Linked DNA regions of Zea mays: all the other regions are linked to region 3. A link is a contact called in public Hi-C data. All regions are on one chromosome and are shown on one strand. Each heading gives the region's core, a stretch centred on a gene start, on an enhancer-like site or on the middle of the called end of the contact. The rest is flanking DNA. Distances are from core to core; before and after follow the strand shown. Region 1 holds the start of LOC103652296 (spermatogenesis-associated protein 20). Region 2 holds the start of LOC100282292 (cullin-1). Region 3 holds the start of LOC103652301 (protein FAR1-RELATED SEQUENCE 4).

Region 1 (4,006 bases), core at 1,135-3,634, 490 kb before region 3:
GTTGGGCTAACTGATGCTTTATTAGATGGCTGGAAGGATAACAGAGACAGATTAGATCTAATTTGCCCTGCCTAGGAGACTCTGAGCCTTTGTGATCTATATCTGCTTAATGATCACATCAGTTGGAATAGTTTACATAGAGCCTTAGCTAACCAAATCATAACAAACAAACAAACTTAATGGGAAAACTAAAAACTTCTTCAAACAATGCTGCTAATAAGTCTTGCCCACAAATGCATCCGTAACATAGAACAGAGTAGCATACATAATAATATGACTGCTCGGTGCAAGCCCCTCTTATTTAAGCATGTTCGGTACCTAGTTAAGAAAAGCATGAGCTTAAGAATAAACTAAGAATCTAGTTAAGTCTGAATAACTAGGAGGTAAGCTAACTTTATCTGGTGCCTTGAATCAGGACCCACCAACACTGAAAAAGATACATTTTAGCTCCTGAGATCAGTAAATTCGCATGTTCTTTTTAAAATTTTTTAGGGGGGGGGGGGGGCAGGAAGAAGAGGCATAGACTCTGTTTCTCTTGAAAGGCATTATTATTTTCTGAAATAATACTAGTACAGTAGTACTTAGTTCAGAAGAATATCTTATTACAGTACCCCCAACAAAAATGTACAATAGAGTACTTGTCAAACCTTTTCGACACATTGATCAACAGAGACAACTGCTAGGTCATTTGGCACATCTTGAGAGCTAGCCTTAGCAGATAATGCGTCCCTTAATTGTTCGATAACAAGATTTCCCGTCCGCTCAAGCGCTTCACGTTTAGTTTCCCAGGCTTCCTTGACCTTCCTGAAGGTAAGTATGCAGTAAATATTTAGTAGGGATGAAGGATAGCTTCTGAAACTACGCACTTCTGCTTATACCTCAATACAGTCTTGAACCCTGGTCTTCCATAATTATCATCCGGTGGAAAGTATGTACCACCCATCAGAGGTTTCAAGTCAGGTGACAAAAAGACGCTTAGAGGCCAACCACCACCACCATGCAGTGCCGATACATATGTCATATAAACCTAAAATATGTGAGGCTATATTCAACAAAGAACCTAGTGTGCCACCCAATACAAACACGCCCAGAAACCTTTTCGAGCTAACTACAGGAAAAAGGGGAAAGGGAGCCGTAAGTCGGCTAGAAATGGAACTGATGCATTGGAGCACTTGAAGAAACTTACCTTATCAACATCAGGGCGCTCTTCACGGTCAACCTATCAAAATTAATAATCAGACTGAAAGAGGTATGGTCAAGTTGCATATGTAAAGCTTTTGACACATCAAAGACAGGTAAAGACTAAAGAGTGAGACACAACGGAATAACTTTCTAAGGGTCCAACAAAATTACCTTGATGCTAACAAACCAATCATTCAGCAACTTTGCCACTTCCTCATTCTCAAAGGACTCCACCTCCATCACATGACACCTTCGAATTCAGTCCCAGACCAAATGAACAGAAGCTTACGTTAGTGCGAACGTATGGTGCATAGTAAAGGTCACAGATGGCAAGAATATAAAATATCGATGAAAGAAATAACAGAAACTCACCAATGGCATGTGCTATAGCCAACTTGTGGGACACAACCGGATTGCAATGAAGCAAAATAAGAACGTTAGGTACAGAACGTTTGAGTTGACTAGAACGGAATCAGAAAATTCGATTACCATTTTAACTTAGTTCTCTCTTGACAAGACCATCATAATATGGTTAAGCAAAACAATTTACCATGTCACACATTGGTGGCACTACATGCCTGCAAGGCTGCAACAAAACTACTGAGCTAACACAATGGTATCAGGAGAGTTCATACTCGAGAGGAAGATGGGGACGTCCTTGGCGCGCGCCTTCTGGAAAGCCTCTTCCCCCCAAGGGTACCAATCAACCTGCACCAAGCGAAATTAACAGAAGGGAGAGCTCAATACTTGCTATCCCATCCACGGGATCAAATCGGTCGGATAGACAGGAGAAGGCTCGGGAAGGAGACACAAACTCCTCACCGGGTTGTGCGCGTGCTGCAGCAGGTAGGGGCTGTGCTCGGCGGCGAGGCGGTTCGGCTTCCGGCCGCCGTGAGGCGCGGACGCGGACGACGACATGGCTGCGGCGAGGGGGCGCAGACGGAGAGGCGTGCTGTGGGTCGGCGACGAGGAGGAGGCGGCGGCGGTGAGGCGGTGGCGGAGAAGAGTGGAGAGCATTGGAGTTGGAGGAGGGATGAGGGGGCCGAGGTGGGAGAAGACCGGTGCGGAAGCGGCGGGGGACATGTGGGCTGCGCGCCCAGCGACACCTGCCTGCCTCCGCTCGGCACACGCTGGCGTCCGCAAGGCCCGCGCGCCTGCTGCTAGTGTGTGTGCGCCACTTTGTTCTGGGCTTGGCCAGTAGGCCTTGTGGGCTGCTATGCTCCCCTTATATAAGGGAAAACAAGCAAATGAATTTCAAAAGATTTTCACCTACATACAGCCGAGGGTAAAAACTTGGACAGAAAAAAGTCCTACTTCTGTTTTGATATTTAGTTGTTATTTAAATATACTAGCTAACTAGCTAACAAATTGCTAGCTGAAATAGCTGATTAAGAATAGCTCCAACAACGAATTTTATATGGTTCTAAACTCTAAAATATAGCGGTTGCAGCCTCCTTTTTCCTTTAACAAAAGACTCTAAAAGGTCCTCTAAAATTTGGAGGACTGTGTGCGTCAGCTAGAAATGGAGGTCATCCTCTATACATTGTGCTTATTTGTTGTGTGTCTCATTCATGTGCCCACAATCGGTAAAAAATAATGTAGAAAGTGAAATCGGACACACTGTTGATATAGATGATGAAATTTAGAAGACATTTCTGGAGATGGAGAAGATATAGAGCACATATTCTTTTAGAGAGTGGTGTAAATGACATATAATATTCCTTTACAAGATGAAATTTAGAAAACGTTGCTGGAGAAAGTCTAACTATGTATTTTGATTGGTAGTGTCATGGGACCATAGTTCATCGCCCGACCGCCGCGCCGACTTAGCCAGAAGCTAGGCCCTGTTTGTTTATGAACGTCTAGAGGGGGTGGATAGGCGAAACCTAAAATTATAATTCTAAATCCAAACTAGATCCCTTGATTAGTGGTTAGAACAAGATTCACAATTATCAGAGTATAAAACTAAGTCCTTTACTTGCAACGAGTATTGTTTTCAAAGAGTGCGGAATTTAATCAATAGCAATACTACTAGAAATGTTTAGTGAAGAATAATGCAAGAGGTCTTAGACAAGAAGAGAAGAAACACAAGTTCTTTCTAGCATGGAGTTGCTTCTCTAAATGTGAATTTAACTTGAAGCAACATAAAATAATATTAACAAAGAGTAACGCAAGAGAACTTAGAAAGGGAGAAAACAAACAAATCACGAGCAATAAACACAAGAGACACGGGTGATTTGTTTTACCGAGGTTCGGCCCTCGAAGGCCTAGTCCCCGTTGAGGAGTCCACTAAGGACGGGTCTTTTTCAACCCTTTCCCTCTCTCCACCGATCACCAAGAATGGCGAGATCTTCTTTTTCTCAAGGATCACTTAAGATCCCGCAAGGATCACCACACTCGTAGGTGTCTCTTGCTAGCTTTACAAGCCTCCAAAACTTTGAAGGAAGTTCAATGGGAGTCAAAACTCCACGCACAAATGATCACAAGATGTAGCACACACTTTCTCTCAATGAATCTCACAAGGCGCTAGTGCTAAACTCACACGAGTAGCTCTCTTTTGCTTGATCTCTCTTTTGTGGCACTTGTGTTGGTTGTAGTGGCCTAAATCTTGCGTATAGGATGGATCAATGAATAGATGTGGCTGGGAGGACTTAGATATGCCAACTATATGACTTGGAATGTTGCTTGGGCTCCCACACATTGAAGTGGCCGGCTGGAGTGGTATTTATAGCCACCAACCAAATTGTAGTCGTTGGAGAAGGCTGCTGGCGATGGGCGCACCGGAAAGTGTTCAGTGCGCCGCCACGTCATCCTGTCGTTAGGG
Region 2 (4,463 bases), core at 815-3,314, 450 kb before region 3:
TTGTTTGGATGCTGATCTGCTCTAGGTAGCAGCCAGCAGGTAATATTACTTTCAGTTTAGACTTTGGAATTGGATGGATTCAGTTTTACACTTTTACTGAATTACTGCTAGTCTGCTACTAATTATGCCTATATTATTGCAGAAATGCAGTGTTTATATAGTTAATATATAGTTATATATATATACATATGTCCTTAAATCCATAGGACGACTAACGGACGACCAGAGGTCGACCAGGACCGATTAGGTCGACTAATCGTCGCCCTAATCGCGATTAGTCGCCTGGTCGCCCCTCTCACTCGACCAGCTGGTCGCCCGACTTGTAAACATTGGATCTTTTGTTGTGCAAGTGCTTCTGGAACCCATGGATTTCACATTGCAGATGTAATGATCTATGAGTGACACAAATGAACTGAATACTATAAACTGCAATGTAAATATTCTGCACATATGAACCTGTTTCTATCCAAACTGAGTTGCGGAAACTATCAACTGATAAATATGACATACACAAGGAACTAAGGATTGAAAAAGACTGATTCCCAGACTTGAAAATAAACTAGTATAAATTATCAATTAATCAAAACTGAATAGTACAAGTACAATGAAGTTGTCAAGGTTAACATGTTGACGTAATGGCAAAAAAACCTAAGAGAAGATTAACATATTGATGAAACAGCCATCACAAGTTATCGGTCAAGGCATGACAAGATGATGCATTCGATAACACGATACATAACTGAAACTCAGGGTACTAACTTAAAAGGGATGACAGAAAAAAAAACAGAACTGCTAAAAAACAGAGGATGATATCCAGTGCACACGAAGGGTTTGTGCACATGTAGAATCTTGGTCTTCAAAATCAGATATAACGGTGCACGTCTATTTTAAAAACCCACTCTCATCCATGACTGGTTTGTTTCATAGAAAAAACCCTGATAGCATGCACCGTTAGATCTGATTTTAAAGCTCAGTATCCTATATGTGTACATGTGCACCAAGCCTTCATATGCATCAGATACCATCCCGAAAATTGGTAAAACTATAAATGACACCTTGTACCTAATAAGAGAGAAGGCAAGCAAGTTATCGGCAGCCAAACAACAAAGCAAGCATTCACAATTGGATGATCACGTCCCACTGGACAGACAGATTCGTTCGGTTTCGGTCTACTCAAATTCCTATAGAAAACAAACAAGTACACACATTAGGAGAACAACTTCATAAAGGTCTCAAGTCGTTGATTGTTCTGGGCGCCTGGACTCTATGAACTTACTGGAATAGGTGTGTTTGATGGTGTGTCTCCTAACCTATCTAGAGCCCTAATGCTCGCTGGTGAAGAGCTGCAGGTTTGGGGTTTGGCCGAGGCCAGAGATACTTCTTATCTCCTCGCCCTTCGACCGCGGTAGATGATTGTGGGGATGGTCGTTTCCTTGATGTTTCTTAATACAATGATGTGGAACTCTCCTGCGTGCCCGGTAAAAAAACAAGTACAATCATTCACCAGACCATACATCGGCACATCGCGACAGATATCTGGCCACATCATTCATCTCATGCACCGGCGAATGCGGTCTCTAAGCAACAACGGTGATCCCCAATGTAAACAACCTTAGCAGGCGCGGACTTGGCCAGGGACGCGCGTAACGGGGCTGCCCAACTGAAACCACAGACTTCGCGGACAAAACACAAACCGCACGCGCAAACCCAGGCAGAGGTTGATTTCGCGCGGGGAAGAACGGGCATGGTTAGACGGAAGGATTCCGATTCGATCGATCGCTCCCGATCGCAGCAACGGGGAGGCTGGGGGAAGCGAGGCCATGCGAGCAACCGTAAACCGACAGTTTCCCCGCGAGCGGAGGAGACGAGAAGGCTAATACCCACGTAGGTGGAAGCGTCGGTGACGATCGCGCGGTGCTGCTCCCCGCCGTTGGCCGCCCGCCGGCCGCGCGCGTGGTGGGACCGTGGGAGGAAAGCGGCGGCGGATGGGGGTGAGGGACCGGAGGGGTTTTGAAGGGATTTTCCGTTTCTTCTCTCTATCGCTTCTCGCTTTTTCGTTGTTTTTTTCGCTCGCTGCTGCGGAAAAGGTGGAAAAGACTCGGTACTGGTGCGGCCCAGCCCGGCCCGGGGGCCTTGTCCTCTTTTTTATTCTTTTATTTAGGCAGCAGCGCAGACACTTCCATCAAACTATATTGATCGTCTTCATTAAAGGATGTCGATTTATATCTGATTGTTTCTGACCTTTATGAATTATAAGAGCTCTTTGGGATGAAAAAGTTAGACATACGATATTGTTAGACTGTCTTCAATGGTGCGCCATTGGCTCCCCCTCCCCTACCACTGTAGCCGTTTTAGGGGCTACGGTGCGCCCCTATCCTCTTCACCGGCTTCCTCCTCCTCCTCCTCCTCCTCCTCTCCCCTCCCGATTCCTTCTCTCTCCCGCTAAATGGATGGGCACGCTACGGCGGAAACCTCCCCCGCAGATGCTTCCTTCGCACACAAGCGCGCGCGCTCGGAATACTCCGAGGAGGGAGCTCCAGGCGAACCAAGGGCGACCGAACCGCCGCCGGAGAAGGTAGGCGTCGATCCGCCCTCGGCCGCGATTCGTTTGTCTTGCTCCAGGCAGCGAGCAGCAGTGGGCGTCCTCCACGCGGATCCATCGGCCAGCTTCGCGGCCCGGCGACTCGGCCGATCCGTGCGAAGACGCCGCCGCCGGTCGTCTCTGTCCGCCGGTTCGTCGTCTGCTGGGTGCAGGTCAAAGGGAGTTCATCGATTCGGCGACAGATCTACGCTCAGCCGTTCTGCGTCATTCGAGCTTCACGGTCCAAGGTACGTGAGTCGCTTCTCCAAGTTGTACACCTCGGATTCAATCCGTTTCCCAAAAAAACCTACCTTGGATAACCACTAGGGTTTAGATGTACTTAACTTGTTTGACTGGTACGATTTATGTGTTCGTCGCCAACTTTGACAGTTAGGGTCAAGGTTAACTCGGTTCTCCGAATCGCCTATTGTTTATGTAGAACAACCAAGTCTGCTATTATGGTATACTTAGATCTGAACCTATACTCAATCACATCTTGCTAACTGATCCGTCCTAATCATGTACAACATGTAAGCTACTTTTAGTATGGTACATACGAAACAACATTCAGACTGTTGTTTCATTTCCATATTCCTCAACCTCGTGTGCCGAAATTTGTGTATCGACCATATTGTCTTGTGAATTTATTTACAGTCATGTGGTTTGTATGTTGTTTGCTCAATGTTGCTGGTACACAAATGAATGTTCATCTTCCTATGCGAACAACTAAGTACCAATAACCGTTGAATTCCCCAACAGAACCCCTTGTTTCTTGCATAGCCATTTCTTTCAATAGGACTAAGTAACTCTGTCTATCGATTGGACTCAGTGAACCTACAATTTCGAGTAGTCTTTCCTTACATGACTAACCATTGCATGTAACTGACAAAACCTTTACTTATTATGCAGCTTGCAAAATTTATTTGATTATTTGACATCCACTTCAACTAATTGAGGTTCTAAATCCTTTTTCGCTATAGTTCTTTGTTTTTAATCAACTGCATAAGTCTACTGTCCATGTATGTTGTCTGTGCTTTCATGTTTTTTGTGCAACTTTAGTATATTATATGCAACCAACAGATGTACCAAGACACGGTTAATGTGTACAAATACTTTAGCAGTTGATTAAATTGCAACCAACAGTTGTTTGGTAACTGCCATGAACACTTTAGTTTATTAAATTCCAACATTAGTTTATTATATTGCAACCCACAGCTGTTTCCTAACTGCCATGAACACTTTAATTTCACCAATTAGTAACAACACTGACCCTAATTTTTTCATGTATGCACCTTGTCTAGCCAAGGAACTACTGCTTGAGGATACGAATCAAGATGAGCAGCCATGATGCCAAAGTGCTGCAACACTTGGTCCTCAATCTTGCATCCTCAGTGGAAACTGGTGCTTTCAATATTAGAAGCTTTCTAGAAGAGGCTTTCCATCATTTGGGTGACGAGCATTACCTTCTGAATGCTCTACTTGCAATTCGAAAGGAGGTAGACCTGATGGAGCAGGATGCACTTGAGAGCAAAGCAAGGTCTGACCCAGAGAAGGAGAGGATGGAGGAACAAATTAACCTTGCGGAGGCTGTGAAGCCAGTGCCTAGACAATTTACTTTCACCCCCCTTCCTCACCAGAATTGTATGAGGCCAGTGATAATGACTCGTACGACTCGGACAGGTCCACTAGGTATAGCATTTGGAACCTGTAATTGTGGTACCTAGACCATGGTCTTAGTGGTAGTAATGCATCGAAATAAAATAGGAACTTCTGTGTTATGTCTGTGAAGCATGGGTAACCGATGTAGGAATGCTCGAACCGTATGTTTCTTTTGTATGAACCTTATGTGGAATGGTTAATCCTTATGTTCCTTTTGTATGAA
Region 3 (4,044 bases), core at 1,091-3,590:
CGGGCGACGCAGGTGGCGGCGGCCCGGCAGGCGATCCAGTTCATCCAGGGCATGGACGAGCAGACGATCCCGGACGTGCGGCTGACCAAGTCCCGGGACAGCACGAACGGCGTGGCCATCTTCACGTTCGAGCAGCCGTCGGTGTTCGACTCGTCGGCGGAGCTCGGGGCAATCACGGGCTTCTACATGATCGACGACGAGGGTGTGCTGCAGTCCGTGGACGTGAGCGCCAAGTTCGTCAACGGCAAGCCGCCCCGGGAGTGGGAGCCGATCCCACAGCTGGCACATGGCAGGACTGTTAATTCTCGATCGGACTCGGACCCGATCAGATTCATTTGCTGTCCCAGCAATGCAAAATCTAAACAAACTAGTAGATAATCTCAAATTCCTAACTGAATTATCTGCAACAAACAAACTGAAACTAATAGTCTGAAACTAGATAACGGTTGTCGCGCGCGGACATGCACCAGCCCCCCCTATATAAATGGGAGGCTATCGACGGAAGCTACCGCAACTCTCCTTCAACGTACGATCAACTCGGAACTTCCTTGTTGCAAGTAGCTCGCTGCTGCCTGGTGGTAGACGAATGGAGGCGCTAGGAACGACCGGGATCGGCTCGTCCCTGACAGCAGAACGCAGCATCCAGGCGTACGCGACAGGCATAGAGTTCTTTCCGCGGCAGACGACGACGAGCGGCGAGCGCGGGTTCGCGTTGCACCTTAGGTGCTACGTGACTCTGATCGTCAACATAGGCAATGGGCGGCCCAACCGGGTGTTCATGTACCGCCGCAGGGACGCCGACACAAGCTGCCTTGCGCTTCCGGACGATGAGGATGGCGTCCGCGACGTGCTCCGCGGCTTGCTGAAGTCGACCCTGCCGCTGCAGCGTCTGGGCCTCACGGACCGCGAGTGGGAGTCCATCTTGCCCCAGGAAAAGGTGTCCTTGCTTGTGGACCCGGTTCTGCGGGCCCGCCACGCCGCCGCCGAGATATTGCTGGCGGTGGAGATGCACGTGTGCCACGACGCCGCCCAGATACTCATGACGACGTGTAAGGAGTCCAGCGACATCGACGGCGGCAGCGGTGCGGTGGGAGGTGACGCCGAGGCTGAGTGCAGCATCTGCTTGGTCGCGCTGCGCGAGAGCGAGGCCGTGGAGCTGTCGGCCTGCGCGCACGCCTTCCACCGCCACTGCATCTCCGAGTGGTTCGGCCGGAAGTCGACGTGCCCGCTGTGCCGAGACGACGTGGCCAAATATCTGGATCCCGAGCTGCAGCAGTATTTCGACGGCGACATGGATGCGCATTATTTTGCCAATTTCGACGACGACGCGCTGCAGCAGTATTTAGCCAATTTCGACGACGACGATCCCGCGCTGGATCAGTTTTATTTGGCCAATTTTGACGACGACGCCATGTGATTGAAAGTGCAGGCCACTGGATCCAAGAACATTAATCTTTATCCTTTGGGTTATATATATATATATATATATATATATATATATATATATATATATATATATATATATATATATATATATATATATATATATATATATATATATATATATATATATATATATTGTATAGTATCGAGATCTATATATATATATATATATATTGTATAGTATCGAGATCTGGACTTATTGGTTGTTTGGTCATTTATTTATCTCACATTATGGTTATAACATTATTTATAAATCTCGTACATCTCTCTTGTAGTTTCATAAACTACGAGGGAGATAGGTTTTATAAACAAATTTATTTTTATTTTGTCATATGAAGAAATGATCAAAATATAAATTGTACATCTTGATGAGTTATACAAATTTCTAGTTACATTTTTTCATTTGAATTTATTTACTGCTTTAAAATGTAATTTTTAAATTGTCTTTGCCTAGTGTTGAGAAAAACACTTGGCAAAGAAGCTTTTTGCTAGTGTGAAAAAAAAACATTCGACAAATAGCTTTTTTATCAAGTGTTAAAAAACATTTGGCAAAGAAACTTTTTGCTGAGTATTTATTTACCGATGATTTTTTTTGATACTCTGTAAAGAGTGCTTGAAAGAAAACACTCGACAAATTATTTGTCACTCAATGGCTAGTGCGTAAGAGACGAGACTCATGAATTGCTTCATCCATTTGCATATGCCTGCTCTGCTCTGCTCTGCTCACTAGCTGCGTTAACCGGTTGAGAGCAATGAACATAGGTTTCATTGTGTTTCTCTGACGGACCTTGAAGCTCTCAGCTTGCTAGGTTCGTTTTCTTCTTTAGATAGATCGAGCTGCTACCATCCATGCATATCCGATCCGACGCTTAGTGGGAGTCCATCCTGCCCGAGGACATGGCGTCCTTCCTCGCACGCCCGTGGCTGCGGGCCCGCCACGCCGCCGTTGATATCTTGCTGGAGGTGAAGCGGCACGTGCGCTACGACGCGGCCCAGGTGCTCGTGACGGTGTGTATGTGCAAGGAGGTCGGCGACGACGGTGGTGCGACGGGTGGTGACGACGAGACCGAGTGCAGCGTCTGTTTGATCCCGCGGCCGCGCGTGGTGCTGCCGGCAGCGTGCACGCTTTCTACCGCGGCTGCATCTCCGAGATTAAAGCTTGTGCTAGTTAAAATTAAATAGAAAAAAAATTAATTATCTTAAAAAAATTTAGATCTTTATGCAACCGAGTAAAGTTTTAGGGCTCGTTCTGTTCTTATGGAATCGCTGTTTGGAACAGATTGCTTGTCTCATTTATAAGTTTTGGTCAGTTGGAATAATTCCAGGTGTATTTCTAGACAAAAGGAAGTAAACTAGAGGAGATTAAATTCTTTTCTAGTTAAAATTAAATAGAATATGATTTATTCTTTTTAAATCTACTTACAACTAAGCAAATCCTTAATCATCATATCTGATTCCCGTCAAGGTCTTAATCATCATATCCCATGGGCTTTTGACTTGTTGGGCTTGCTTCAGCTTTCTCCCATGTACTCTTGCGCCTCGACATATTTGGATTTTCACGCTCGGTTCTGTTTCCGCCACCTGGTCGGTCACCTGCTCTATCACTACAATACTCTCGTTAGATCATATAGATCAAGCTGCTGCCTCCCTCGTTAGAACATTTCTTGCTACTGCTAGCCAATAATGAGCGCCGAGATTAGGTGCAGTGTTGACGTGCCGTCGATCAAGCGGCGAAGATTCAGGACGCGCTCATTTATGAATGGAGGAGGCAGGCAGGCAGGCACCAATCATTTACCACATGACCATAGCCGAATACTAGCTAGCTAGCTCTCTCTGTCGTCTTTCTTTGAAATGACGTAATCTTTTCCCCCTCTAGACCATCTCTTTATCCTCTACATTTTGTACGTCAATGCTTTTGTTTGTACCTTCCTCTATGATAATTTATATTCTCTATATACTGCTAGTTCCTATATATAAATATCTATCTGTGTGTGCCCCCACAATAACGTTAAGTCGTTCGACTAGTCTGGCTAGTCGGTTCTGCGCAACCAGAGTCCGATCCGATCAGTTCGACTAATTGTCCGATCCTCTGATTAGTCGTCCAGTTTGAGTGGAGACGTTTAGTTTCCCTGGGCTGCACGACTGTTTAAGATGTGGGGTGTTTTAGTTGTGGGTTGCACGACTGGTACTACCAGCCTGATAATAAGGCCCATTAGCGTAATGTCTTAGGGTTTTAGCTAAATAAGGTTGCTCCTGTTGGTGGTACTATTTCGGCGGCTATTTTCCCACCCTGTTCCGGCAGATTCTCTCCTCTCTAGCTCTCTCCTTGTTCAACACCGGTGGATGTCCTCTCCTATTCCTCCCATAATTCTCCGCGGAACTATCAATGAGCTTCACCAAAAAAAAAAAAATCAAAACAGGGTAATTCTGAAGCTAGATTTTGAGAAGGCTTATAACAATGTAAAATGGCCATTTCTTTTCTAGACTCTTCGTATGAAAGGCTTCTCGCCCAAGTGGATTGCTTGGGTTAAGTCCTTCATATCAGGGGGAGCGTTGCTGTAAATTTAAACGATGATGTCAGGCACTATTTTCAAACTCGAA

The links. A called contact is a pair of places that touch in the nucleus more often than the background predicts.
Region 1: a Hi-C map of ear shows a contact between it and region 3, with 2.2 times the contacts expected there. The contact joins the promoter of LOC103652296 here to the promoter of LOC103652301 in region 3. A contact is called at or near these places in 2 of 25 Hi-C or Micro-C datasets (ear and leaf).
Region 2: a contact with region 3 is called in a Hi-C map of ear, with 1.8 times the contacts expected there. The contact joins the promoter of LOC100282292 here to the promoter of LOC103652301 in region 3. A contact is called at or near these places in 6 of 25 Hi-C or Micro-C datasets (bundle sheath, ear, leaf and 1 more) and 1 of 3 datasets of contacts at active chromatin or transcription factors (leaf).

The regions. Positions count from the first base shown.
Region 1 is chr3:156,238,092-156,242,097 of Zm-B73-REFERENCE-NAM-5.0, forward strand. It overlaps LOC103652296 (spermatogenesis-associated protein 20), which reads right to left and starts at 2,385. Exons shown (of 15, transcript XM_020550375.2): 1 at 2,005-2,385; 2 at 1,818-1,890; 3 at 1,555-1,576; 4 at 1,354-1,432; 5 at 1,187-1,219; 6 at 879-1,027; 7 at 648-804. The coding sequence starts at 2,265.
Region 2 is chr3:156,276,508-156,280,970 of Zm-B73-REFERENCE-NAM-5.0, forward strand. LOC100282292 (cullin-1) reads right to left here and starts at 2,065. Exons shown (of 9, transcript NM_001412103.1): 1 at 1,881-2,065.
Region 3 is chr3:156,727,702-156,731,745 of Zm-B73-REFERENCE-NAM-5.0, forward strand. It overlaps LOC103652301 (protein FAR1-RELATED SEQUENCE 4), which reads left to right and starts at 2,341. Exons shown (of 8, transcript XM_008677915.2): 1 at 2,341-2,604. The coding sequence starts at 2,341.